4 separate regions of the Mus musculus genome follow, and all the other regions are linked to region 1. Evidence: chromatin contacts called from public HiChIP or PLAC-seq data. All regions are on one chromosome and are shown on one strand. The core of a region is the stretch at or near the end of the contact, and the rest is flanking DNA. Distances in the headings are between cores, read along the strand shown.

Region 1 (2,719 bases), core at 143-2,642:
ATAACATGGAGAAAGAAAGGAAGAGAAAACCCATTTACTGAATAATATATATGAGAGGCATGAGAATTGAACTCTTTTCACCAAGCTCACACAGTCAAGGCTGAATCCACAATGAGACAATGTTTTGAAATAAGGACTTTCAGGAGGTAATTAAGTTTGAGCAAAGTCAACTGGGTCCTGATCTAAGTGAACTACTACTCTTATGCCAAACACCAGAGGAAAGACAATAAGAAAACAAAAGAAGGGCATTGTCTACCCATTAAAAAAAAAAATCCTATAGACACCTTATCTTGAAGATCAAGTTTCAAAAATTGTAAAATAATACATTTTCAAGTTTATGCTAACATATTTATAGAGTTTTATTACACCAGACCTGCACTAACAAAGTGTATGATAGAAATCTTTAGCTGCATAACATGGTCATAGAAAGTGATAGGGGAAAAAAAAGAGAGGTTCATATCAAGATGTCTGCTCAGCAGAAAACCTAAGGACTGGAACATAGGAACCCCATAGTCCCCAGCTGTTCCGTCATCAGAGTTCTTCTAGCACGCAGAGTGAAACTCACACTCGTGGGCTATTTCCACCTAGATCCTGCGGGCTACATATATATTAAAACCAAAGGGTCCCTTTATAGCTGGACTCTGACCAGAATCATTATTCTGTGTTTTATCACCTGCCTAGCAGAGACCCAAGAAATAATGTTCTATGGCTTGTGGCTCAATGGACTCCTCTTGCTTTCCTCATGGCCTTCTCTAGGGATAGCACTCCCTTCACAGCGTGATAAGCTTCTTCTATTTCTTCTCATCCTCCATCAACATTTCCCCCCAAAAAATGTCTCTTGCTCTATTTAACTCTATCTTAGCTCTGCATGAGCTATTCTGAGCGAGCTGAATATAGGGGCTTTGTATAGAAGCTTCCTATTGGGGCTTCTTTTATAATCATCACCTGGATATATTGTCCTAGCAACCTGAAGAGGAAATGTTTTATTCCCATGTTCTAGAACAAGAAAGTAACATGATGGAGAAGAGGGGCTTGTGCCAACATACAACAGCTGGTAATGATGAAGCCACATCCTGTCTTCTAAAGCAAAGCATCCATTTTTGTGCCTGCCTCCAGTACTTAGGAAGACTTCATTCCCCTACCCCTCCAAGCCCTTCTGCCCCTGCTTGTAAGCAGTTCTTTTGAACCTAATGGGGCTCTCATCAGGTTTCTGAAGTCACCTCTGGAGAGGAGGCTGTCAAAGTTTCAACATAAAACCTGAAACATGATCTTTATGGGGAGAAATGAGAAACCTGTTAAGGAAGCTGGGGGGGAGGGGGTACGGTGTAGATGAGCAAGGTGTCCTGCAAGTGGACCCAGCAGGCCAGTCATAACTCAGGAATGCATCGCCTCATTTATCCCCTGACCAGGAGTCCACCGGGAGCTATTGCATAAGATGAGAGCATGGTCACTAGTTACCATGTGACTAGCAATCATAGATGCATGACAAAGCAGAGAGGAATGCAGCATTTGGCACACCGTTTAGAGGACAATAAACAGGTCCTAGTGAACTTGTGCATGCTCAAAAAGCACCCAGCAACTTGGTTAAAATGGGCAAGTCTAGACTATATCTCCTCCCTGTTAGCATGCTTGCTTCTACCCCTGAAAGGTCAAAGAAGGAACTCACTCATTAGTTTTCACTGCTTTAGGACTTAACATACTATTGCTAGAAGAAGCAAGTTAAAATCAAGTCACAAAGAATTTATTTGATCACCTATTGTGCTGTCATGCTGGGTACCAAATACACGATTGAAGTAAGACTTAAGCCTTAGGAAGCTTCACTATCTGAAGATAAACAGTCTCATTAGTAGTGACTAGTGTTTGGCAGGTTAAGGACAAAGGTTCTAGAAGGATCATATCCCAGTAATAATTACTATAGTTGTTGACCTATGAACCTAAGCACTTCCTAGCCTCTCTCAGGTCTTTTGTCTTCTGCCTCCTTCCAAGCCTACTTTCATTCTTATATTGTACTGGCGGAGCACTAACAAAGTCTTTGTCATCTCCTTGATCTAAGCACATACACCCTCATCATGTTTACATTCCCATCTCTAACTGGTTTCCAATGCATGGTCTTTACTGACAGTAAGTGTTCTAAAATAAACCATAATGTAGTAGAATGTACTACTATGACTGAGTAAAATCTTAGCTGGTTTTCTTTCTTTTCCTTTTTTAATGTTTTTAAGAGTCTTACATAACACATGTTGGTGTCAAATTCACTGTGCAACAGAGGTGATACTCAAACTCCTGATCCTCTTGCCTTTATCTTCCAGGTGCTAGAATTCTACGTGTGTGCTTACTGTGCTTAGCTAATTAAAAGCCCCCATTATCCTGACTGTACAGGTAAGGAAAGTAGACATATACAGACTTCTTACATTACTCAGCATCATGCTCCAAGAAGTCCAAACTTTAGGTCATTTCACTCCTAATGGAACCCAGAAAACAATGACTGAAGGTATGACTGTACAAGGCCAGACTATAGACTGGAAAATGTGCCTCTTTAGCAGTAGGATTATTTTGAGCTTGTTATTTTAAAGCATATAGACATGAGAGTAGTTCTTTAAAAAGTAGCTGCCTTCTTATAAGAAGAGCCACATCTATAGAGGAAGTTAACTTTGAGAGAGACTCCCTCTTACCAGGAAAAAAAAAAGACCCATTAAATAAATCACTGAAGAATGAGAAA
Region 2 (2,780 bases), core at 212-2,711, 970 kb after region 1:
CAGTTGGTGTTGGATAACCAATTAGTGTGTTCTTCCCTGAGAAAGATCATCTCTCCCACTCCTAGCTTTGCTCACTTATCAATAGTTCCTTGTTTAGGGCAGAGACCTCAGGGACTCCATCCACTTTGAAAGTCCATTGCTATCATCTTTGTCCATCCTTGTTCATTTCACATTGGACAGTCAGGTTGGTTAGATCTTTTGAGTGTAGCTTCTGATGTTGCTAGGAGATAGCACCTCACAGCCAATAAGGGAGTGATTCCAGTTCAGATGTGGGGAGCAAACTCAGAAAGCAAAGCAGGGGACATAGAGAACAGTTACACACAAAGGACGAATGTCCTGACACAGGAAGTGGCACAGTAGAAATAGTACGAGTGAAAAAAATGTCTCTTCAAAAAGACTGTTAAATAAAATTAATGATGGTGATCTGGCTGGAAGGAGACAATGCTGTTCTACAAGAGAAGAATGGAACCTCTTTCATTTAAGCACTGCCTGCCTATGTTTCTGAGTGCCATCTGATACACTACCAGTGTGAAATGGTTCCAAAGAGCAACCACCAAATCTATTCAGGACATTGATAGATTAATAGATTAATAGAAACTATCTAAGATATTACATAAAAGTTTTTCATATTCTGAGATGCAGAAATTATTAGGAGTAAAGATGGCCTGCATGCTTTTTTTTTTAATCTGACCACAAAGCAGTTAATGTGTGGTTAGCTCTGAGGTCTCACATCTGAGCTATTGTTGAGACAAGTTAATTTCTCCTGTTTCTAGAACATTCCTGTAAGTTCTTCTTCAGTCTCAAATACAGGGCAAAATGAAAGCCAAACAAAACAACAAACAAACAACAACAAAACCAAAAACCTAAAACAAAGAAAATCAGTTTCTCGTCTTGAAGAAGAAGCCAGCACTGAACTCTACAGGGTTCAGTGAATCTATGTGTATCAGACACAGCTGAACATAAATTATCTATTAACTTTTGATATAATCCTGATTTTTCCAACGGTGTGATAACTCACAGCAGTCCTCTACTACATTGCCAGAATCACACAGCCAATAAACATCAGAACAGGATATAACCCCAGCCCATCTATCTGAGCCACCCATGCATTTAAAGAGCCTGCCTCATCATGTCCTAACACAGGACAAGCATGCTGCCTCTTCTGTATGTCCTTTTTCCATGTCCCACCTTCACATTCAGTGCTGGCCCAGAACTTGTGGTATTACATTAAGATACGGCCAGGAAGGGTCATAGGTGAGAGAAGAGCAATCCCACACCTACCCGTTTCTACAGCTGCACTGTTTCTTCCTTCAGATGAAGTTCGTGCTGTTATATAAAAGGAATGTTACCCAAATGCCTCCAGCATGAGTTTCCTTTTAAAGGAGAAATAGAAGAATGAGGCGTTTGGTTTTCCTTTGTTTGCCTGTAGCACCTATGTTAAGAATTTGTCCTTAAACCATGACTCACTCATTCTTGGAGCGAAGTACAAGGAAGTGAACAGATATAATACTTCTGTGAGATGTGGGCTTGAGCTTGTGTGGGAAAGATTGAACTGGGACCGTTAAGGCAACGTTTCATTCAAAACCCACCAATCCACCCCACCCTGCCCCTTCCCCAACAGTTCCCAACATGACTGTTGTTCCAGAAGGCCCATTTTCGGTCTTGCATGACTATCAAATATTCAGACAAGTGATATCTAGTTCCTTTGTATGTGGTTGCTTGCTGGATTGTTAAGGTTTATAATTATTAACTGAATCATTGGCTAGTTGTTCAGTAGGCAGTTGGATTGGGAATAGTTATTTACAGAACAAAAGCAGATGGCAGGACAAGTAGTTTAGATAGAGTGCAGGGTATATAAGCTTGAAAAGTATTGAGTTTTTGCAGATGGCATGGCATTAAGCTTTCAACTTAACCCACTGCATTTTAATTCCCTCGCTCTATAAGTGCATATGCTACCGGTAGAAAAGATCCTGTTAGAATACCAAGATCCCAGTTCTCAGTATATCAAGAACCATTCTAGAAAGTGACCCATTTGGGCAACTCCTAGCCCCCGACCTCTTCATCGCCAGCAATGTGGCTGCCTAGAAACTTCTCAGTGTAATTCACTGGCAACAGGGAGTTCCATGAATACCAGTGAGTCATCCTGCTGGCTACTGTGATCCACAAGTGGGATGCCTAGGTGCTCAGGATGTTTGCTTTGGAAGGAACTCACCCAAAGAATTTCTTTCCTTTGCATGAGACAATGAAGAGTGGGAAGTCACTCTGGGTGTGATTGTTTATCTCTCTTCTTTTATATCCATTGTTTAATTCCTGTGAAAATGCAAGTCCTGAAGCAATGAAAATTTAAGAATTTAGGAGGACCCTATAGAGAACAAAAATTTCAGTTGCCTGTGCTTATCCACTCATGAGGTCCTAATGTTCATTAAAAAACAAAAAAACAAACAAAAAAAAAACAAAGAAAGAAAGAAAAGAGAAGAGAAGAGAAAAGAAGAGAAGAGAAGAAAAGAAAAAGGCATCCTGAACTTCCTGCAAATTCTTGGCTTACACTGGAAATCAGTGTTATCACCCAATAGTGCCTGGTTATCAAAATGATACAACCCATGAATACTTCAATACCCTCCTGATTTCTGAATCAAGACTCAACAATACCACTCCCACTTGCACCACCGTCACGACCACCATCAGTACTACCACCACAAAAACCTATCACCAAGTAACATGTAAGTACCAAGTAACACAATAGCCAAAGGGAAATAGTTCAGACACAATTCTTTTATGTA
Region 3 (2,700 bases), core at 64-2,563, 570 kb before region 1:
ATAGTATTTTATATTATATTTGTGGTAGAGGTATTGAAAATGTACATTTAAGAACAACAAAAACAAATAAAAACAAACAAACAAAGAACAGGACAATGGGTTAAGCCCTGACACAAGTTCAAACCTCTGTAATTGAATCTTTATTTCATATTATATAGCATAGATTTTTCTGATATAAAAGAGGAAATAAACGTCTTAAATGATGTTCTAATTACTGTATCTTACAGACCTCAAGAGTGGCAGATCACCAAGCAATAAGCACACTTATTTGGAGTCATTGCCTCCTCACCAAATATGTAAGGTGTATTGATCAAAAATAGACAGAATAAACCGATAAGTGAGGAGCTCACAGGATTTCCTAGTGTATGTGCTAGATCATCTATTTCCTCTTGCATGTTACTGAATAAAAGGCTATTTTCAGTCAGGAGAAACAATGACACAAAATACCACTGCCTCCATTTGCAAGAGACTTTGTAAGTGCCTTACAGGAAGTTAGTCATGGCCCTTGAATGGTGTGTAAGAGCACTTGCACTGTTAAATCGCATGCTTACTTCAGGATTCTGGAATCTTCCCAAACTGTTTGCTTACCTTTGGCTGAATTTTCTGACTAGATGGAAGGGGCTTTCCAATGATTTGCCACACAGGGCTTATCTTGAATTGTGTAACAGGCAGTACAGGGACTAGGCAACTGTTTGAGATCGAGAAATGACTATGTACATTATCAACAATTGTTTGTAGAGATAGAGGGAAGGGTTGTTAACTTCCTTTGGAAAACAAATCTTTTGCTAATTACTATGCTATCTGGCTTGTAGACAGATGAATAGAGAAAAAAGTCACAAAATGTTATGTTTTTAATTCTGGCCATTTGATATAACACTACCTCTCCCTATGAAAATTCTCCGGACTCTGTCCTAGAATAGCATTTTACTTGAGGAAACAGTGTAGTATTTTGAGACAAGAAGACATACAGCAATCCTGGACTCATTTAAATTGACTAATATGCTTTTGTTTTTCTGAGCATGTGTTTGTTCAGGTTTCAAATGGAGGGACCATGATCCCATAAAATACAGGGATGTTATAAAGGTCAAGAAAGACAATATCTATAAAAGGGGCTACTGGTCAAGAACTGAGTCAGATAGGAATCTCTGTTGTTATTGTGTTAGTTATTCAGTTAAGAAATTTTGCCTGCTTCATAGTAGAATTTGTGATCTACATCTAAGACTTTGCAAAAGAAAGTAAGTATCTTGAGGTTAGGACTTAGTCATCTCCTAACCCCTCAAAGTCTAGTGAAACTTGTGTAAATCTCCTACTTTTCTCCCAGAAACAAATCCTGTTGAGGACACTCCCCTCTTGACATCTCCTTAGTAAAGAACACTCACACAGCAGGGGTGAATGCACTTTAGAAAAGACTTCAGCTCATTCTGCACTAGGACTCTGAAATTTAATTTTAGCCACAGTGTTGATGGAACAGATCACAGAGCTTGGGCCACTCTTCAGTGGAAATGAAATTGGAGAAGGGCATGGAGCCAAAAATAAGGGCCTTTCTGTCTAGTGTTTGGGGACATGGACTTGAGAATTTCAAGTGGCCACCAGTCCCTCCCTCACTGCCAACACTGCACAACTCTTGGCTGAAACCTCACTAGGACATGAGGGTCTTGCTATAGGAAAAGAGAGTTCCTTTTTACTGACACCAAGCTCAGCAGAAAGGAATGCACTTCAAATAGCCCTGTTTGCTCAGTAACCACATTTGGGCTTCATGGTCTTTGGAGCCCTGCTCTCTTTGTAATTGACACACATCGGGAGCCGGCTGCTGATAGCAAAGACAGTGAGTTTGGTTTAGAGTAGGGCCTCATGTAGAATGCTATTAGCTGACCCTGCCCAGGATGTCTTCTTATCCTAATGAGAGAGGAGTGCTAAGGAGGAAGAAATAGTTGTCTATGACAAATGTAGTACTTTCCTGTTTTCTGTATTGCTACATACTATATAGTTTCTCAAAACCTTGTTGGAAATGCTTTTGTCAGAATCATGAATATCAGAGATTATTACCTGGGTCCTATTTGTAACAGTACACTTACTGCTAGTAAAAATGGTAGCTTCTTATAACTTACACCTTAAATTCTCTCACTTAAAATCCTCATAACGTGCCCAGTGTGGTGGCTTAAGCCTTTAATCCCAGCACTTTGGAGGCAAAGGCAGGCGGATTTCGGAGTTCAAGGTCAGCCTGGTCTACAAAGTGAGTTCCAGGACAGCCAGGGCTATACAGAGAAACCCTGTCTTGAAAAACCAAAAAAAAAAAAATCTTCATAAGACTCATCCACGGACTGACTCCCATCATTCTACATTAGCAAGAACCAAAGATTCAGATCTTCATGTTAAATTTCCCAAATAACCTTATGATGTTCATATAGTTCAAATTTTCAGTTCAGAATCTATGGATTTAAAATACTTCCTGAACTGGTTTATTGTAGTTATCTTACCATTAACCTCAACAAATGATCTGATGATACCATAGCATACACATTGTCCCAATGGTTATTCAACTGCCAAATGTAGGATGACTGACTAAGAATCTAAGCTTCGCATTCAGGAAGAAAAAGGACATCTCTAGCTGCATATGTTTCAAAAGATGGCCTAGTCAGCCATCACTGGAAAGAGAGGCCCTTTGGACTCGCAAACTTTATATGCCCCAGTACAGGGGAA
Region 4 (2,700 bases), core at 159-2,658, 840 kb before region 1:
AAACTGCAGCCTGAGATAGTGCAATCTTCATCAGCGGAGGTGCCCAAGCATACTAAGAGAAAACCCTTGATAAGGATGCCAATCCAATCATCCAGTAGAGATCCAATCATCCAGTGAGTGCTTCAAGGAGATAACCACTATTCTTCTCGAATATTCAAGAGTTGGAAAGTTTTGCAAATACATGCTTGCCAAGATTTCCTGAGGAGTGTAAACTTTCAGAATTAGTGTCTCAAAGTAAGTTCTAAAAGCTGTATCATCCAAGAACTGGACCTGAAGCTAGCTAGAACAGTGAGTTCTCAACCTTCCGAATGCAGTGACCCTTTAAATAAAGTTCCTCATGTCGTGGTGACCCTCAAACGTAATTTTGCTACTGTTATGACTAGCAGTATAGATATTGGTCTTTGGGGGTCATGACCTACAGGTTGAGAGTCATTGAGCTGGAAGGAGAAGGCTGGGGAGGGTGTAGAATAAATAATTCCTTACCTTTGAATCTTAGCAGTTTACTTAGAAGCAAAGGCTCATGGTTGTGTATTGACAGAGGGCCACCTATAGAATTCTAACCTGGAGATGAGCCCATGATTTGTACATGGTAGAAGATCTCCATTTTGGCTCAGTAGTACTGGCTCTCTGCTCCAGAAGCCTCTGTTTCTATTTTATAAAAGTGGTTTCCCAGGTTTAAGACTTATCTGAATCAATGGGAGAGCTCAATAAACCAACTGCACCTTCTCATTCAGTGCATTGAGGCTAGAGCTTGCAAACTTTCCTACCCCAGTGCTGTTCTTGCCTCTGCTTTCACCTTTTAGGAGACTACTCTCTGGGAACCATTGCTCTAACAGGGGCTTCTGGTTCAATACCATAAGCCTTTGTTTATATGTCTAGCTTCTCCTTGCTTATCTTTGTTTTACCCCCACCTAACCCACCATGGGTTTCTTGATAAAATTTTACTGAGGAAATGCATTGAAAGAAATATTAGTTTTCTAGAAGTTCAAAGAGGGGAAAGAAATCATGGGAATCTTTCAGAAGAGAAATCCTGTGTTGTCACCTTTCACATAGCTGGAAGCATGACTCATGCAAAGACATGCCTATCTTTGCTGAAAAGCAAACACAGACACACCAGTTTTGTGTGTCCTGGAATGTGCATCAGAGACGTCTCCTTATCACCTCTTCCTCATTCTTTTTCTGTCTCTTTAAATAGATGGTCACCACCACTTCATGCAAGGAAAGTATTATTTAGAGTGTGGAATGCAATTTGCTTCTTCCCAGAGTTAGTTCCCTTCGGACTGTCTTTGGATGAACTTTGCAGTCTTCACTGAAGGGGGAACCCTTTCCCACTGTTCTCTGGGAGAGCCACGGCTTTGAAGTCACAGCTGGCTTGACTAAACTCATTTCCTCCCTCCACAATGTGCCTCTGATGCAGTGTTGGCTGAGGCTCCCCCTTGCCGGCTCCTGCTATTGAACCAGACCCAAGTGCAATGTTTAATGTGAGTGTTTGGCTTGGCTTGAATTTGGCCAAATCATCTGTACTTCGTTTCATTTGAAAGCTCTACTTTTTTTTTCCCTCCCCGTTTCTCTCTCAAATAGTTCATTCCAGATGTTTTTGATTTGTCTTTCTGTGGTCCACTCCACCCAGTTCCTAAATCAGTAAATCATTTTCATGCTTCTTCCAAAATCTAAGCAAAGAGAAGTGCTCAATTAGAAAGAGCAACTGATTATTGGTTCCTTAGGCTTCAGTGTGGCTCTTTTCTTCAGGAACTACATTTCCAAGGTAGGAGAGAATGTGACAGAACATGTAGATTCCAAATTCCTAGCATTCAGGATCAGAGAGTATGCACAATAGGGATGTGTACATAATATGAACATCCAATTTTATTGCCTAGTTCAAGGCTTGATAGCACTGTTCTTGTTTGAATGCTTTCTGTGACTCAAGTGCACATGGAGACACCCATTCTATGAGCTTATGTGTATCCTTACATGACAGAAATACTAACTAATCAAGATCCCAGCAATTTTCTCATGGTGATGGAGGCAAGGGTAAACAGATGGAGCTAAGATGCAGGGAATGGTTATTTTATTGTCATTATAAGGAGTGAGGGCCTTATGAGAAAGTCCCATATCTGACAGATTAGGGAAGCTAGAAGGAGAAAAATTGCACACATTCAGAGTTTCTCAGAGTTTAAGAATTTACAAAGAAACTCTTGGATGCAACTAGGTGATAAAGTCAGATGAAATATGGGGAAAATGCTGTAAGGTGCTGGAGAAATGGATAGGTCAGCAGTTTAGAGCACTGGCTACTCTTACAGAGGACTCAGGTTCAATTCCCAGCACCTACGTAGTAACTCACAAATGTTTGTAATTAGAATTTTGTGGATATGACTCCTGACTTCAATGAGCACCAGACATAATGTCATAATGTACTACACATGCACACACACACACACATACATCACACACACATATATCACACACACACATCACACACACAGAAAAAAATTACATACAGGCAAATCACTCATACACATAAACTAAATAAATAAGTTAAATAAATAACTACCTAAATAAGATTTCTTTAAATAGTTTTAAGAAATTTTGATGTGATGTGAATGAAATTTCTCTGACAAATTTACAAATGACTCCAGTGAAGACCTACGTGCCCTCTAAAATCTTTCCTAAAGATGATGTAAGTTCTCTTTTGAACTTGAT

Evidence for each region. HiChIP or PLAC-seq counts read pairs in DNA pulled down with a chosen protein or histone mark.
Region 2: a contact with region 1 is called in a FOXA1 HiChIP or PLAC-seq map of pancreatic cancer cells. The contact joins two enhancer-like sites. A contact is called at or near these places in 1 of 115 datasets of contacts at active chromatin or transcription factors (pancreatic cancer cells) and 1 of 9 other capture datasets (embryonic stem cells).
Region 3: a CTCF HiChIP or PLAC-seq map of the NIH/3T3 cell line shows a contact between it and region 1, with 6 read pairs. The contact joins two enhancer-like sites. A contact is called at or near these places in 1 of 15 datasets of contacts at CTCF or cohesin (the NIH/3T3 cell line), 2 of 115 datasets of contacts at active chromatin or transcription factors (cardiomyocytes and pancreatic cancer cells) and 1 of 9 other capture datasets (embryonic tail).
Region 4: an H3K27ac HiChIP or PLAC-seq map of the NIH/3T3 cell line shows a contact between it and region 1, with 9 times the contacts expected there. The contact joins two enhancer-like sites. A contact is called at or near these places in 1 of 15 datasets of contacts at CTCF or cohesin (the NIH/3T3 cell line) and 2 of 115 datasets of contacts at active chromatin or transcription factors (the NIH/3T3 cell line and vascular smooth muscle cells).

Annotation. Positions count from the first base shown.
Region 1 is chr15:62,499,879-62,502,597 of GRCm38.p6, reverse strand. No RefSeq gene overlaps it. Among named protein-coding and RNA genes, the nearest start is that of Gm41333, 170 kb to the left of the region's middle. Within about 2 kb of position 1,392, at least 61 of the 459 cell types and tissues checked have an H3K27ac peak or open chromatin away from gene starts, as enhancers often do. A contact at or near this core is called in the NIH/3T3 cell line and pancreatic cancer cells, where this site is marked.
Region 2 is chr15:61,531,617-61,534,396 of GRCm38.p6, reverse strand. No RefSeq gene overlaps it. Among named protein-coding and RNA genes, the nearest start is that of Gm24696, 180 kb to the right of the region's middle. Within about 2 kb of position 1,461, at least 64 of the 459 cell types and tissues checked have an H3K27ac peak or open chromatin away from gene starts, as enhancers often do. A contact at or near this core is called in pancreatic cancer cells, where this site is marked.
Region 3 is chr15:63,065,149-63,067,848 of GRCm38.p6, reverse strand. It overlaps Gm41334 (a long non-coding RNA gene), which reads left to right. Exons shown (of 3, transcript XR_875378.1): 3 at 228-349. Among named protein-coding and RNA genes, the nearest start is that of Gm41334, 4.3 kb to the left of the region's middle. RefSeq lists an enhancer at 238-2,147. Within about 2 kb of position 1,313, at least 43 of the 459 cell types and tissues checked have an H3K27ac peak or open chromatin away from gene starts, as enhancers often do. A contact at or near this core is called in the NIH/3T3 cell line and pancreatic cancer cells, where this site is marked.
Region 4 is chr15:63,339,274-63,341,973 of GRCm38.p6, reverse strand. No RefSeq gene overlaps it. Among named protein-coding and RNA genes, the nearest start is that of Gm41335, 16 kb to the left of the region's middle. Within about 2 kb of position 1,408, at least 70 of the 459 cell types and tissues checked have an H3K27ac peak or open chromatin away from gene starts, as enhancers often do. A contact at or near this core is called in the NIH/3T3 cell line, where this site is marked.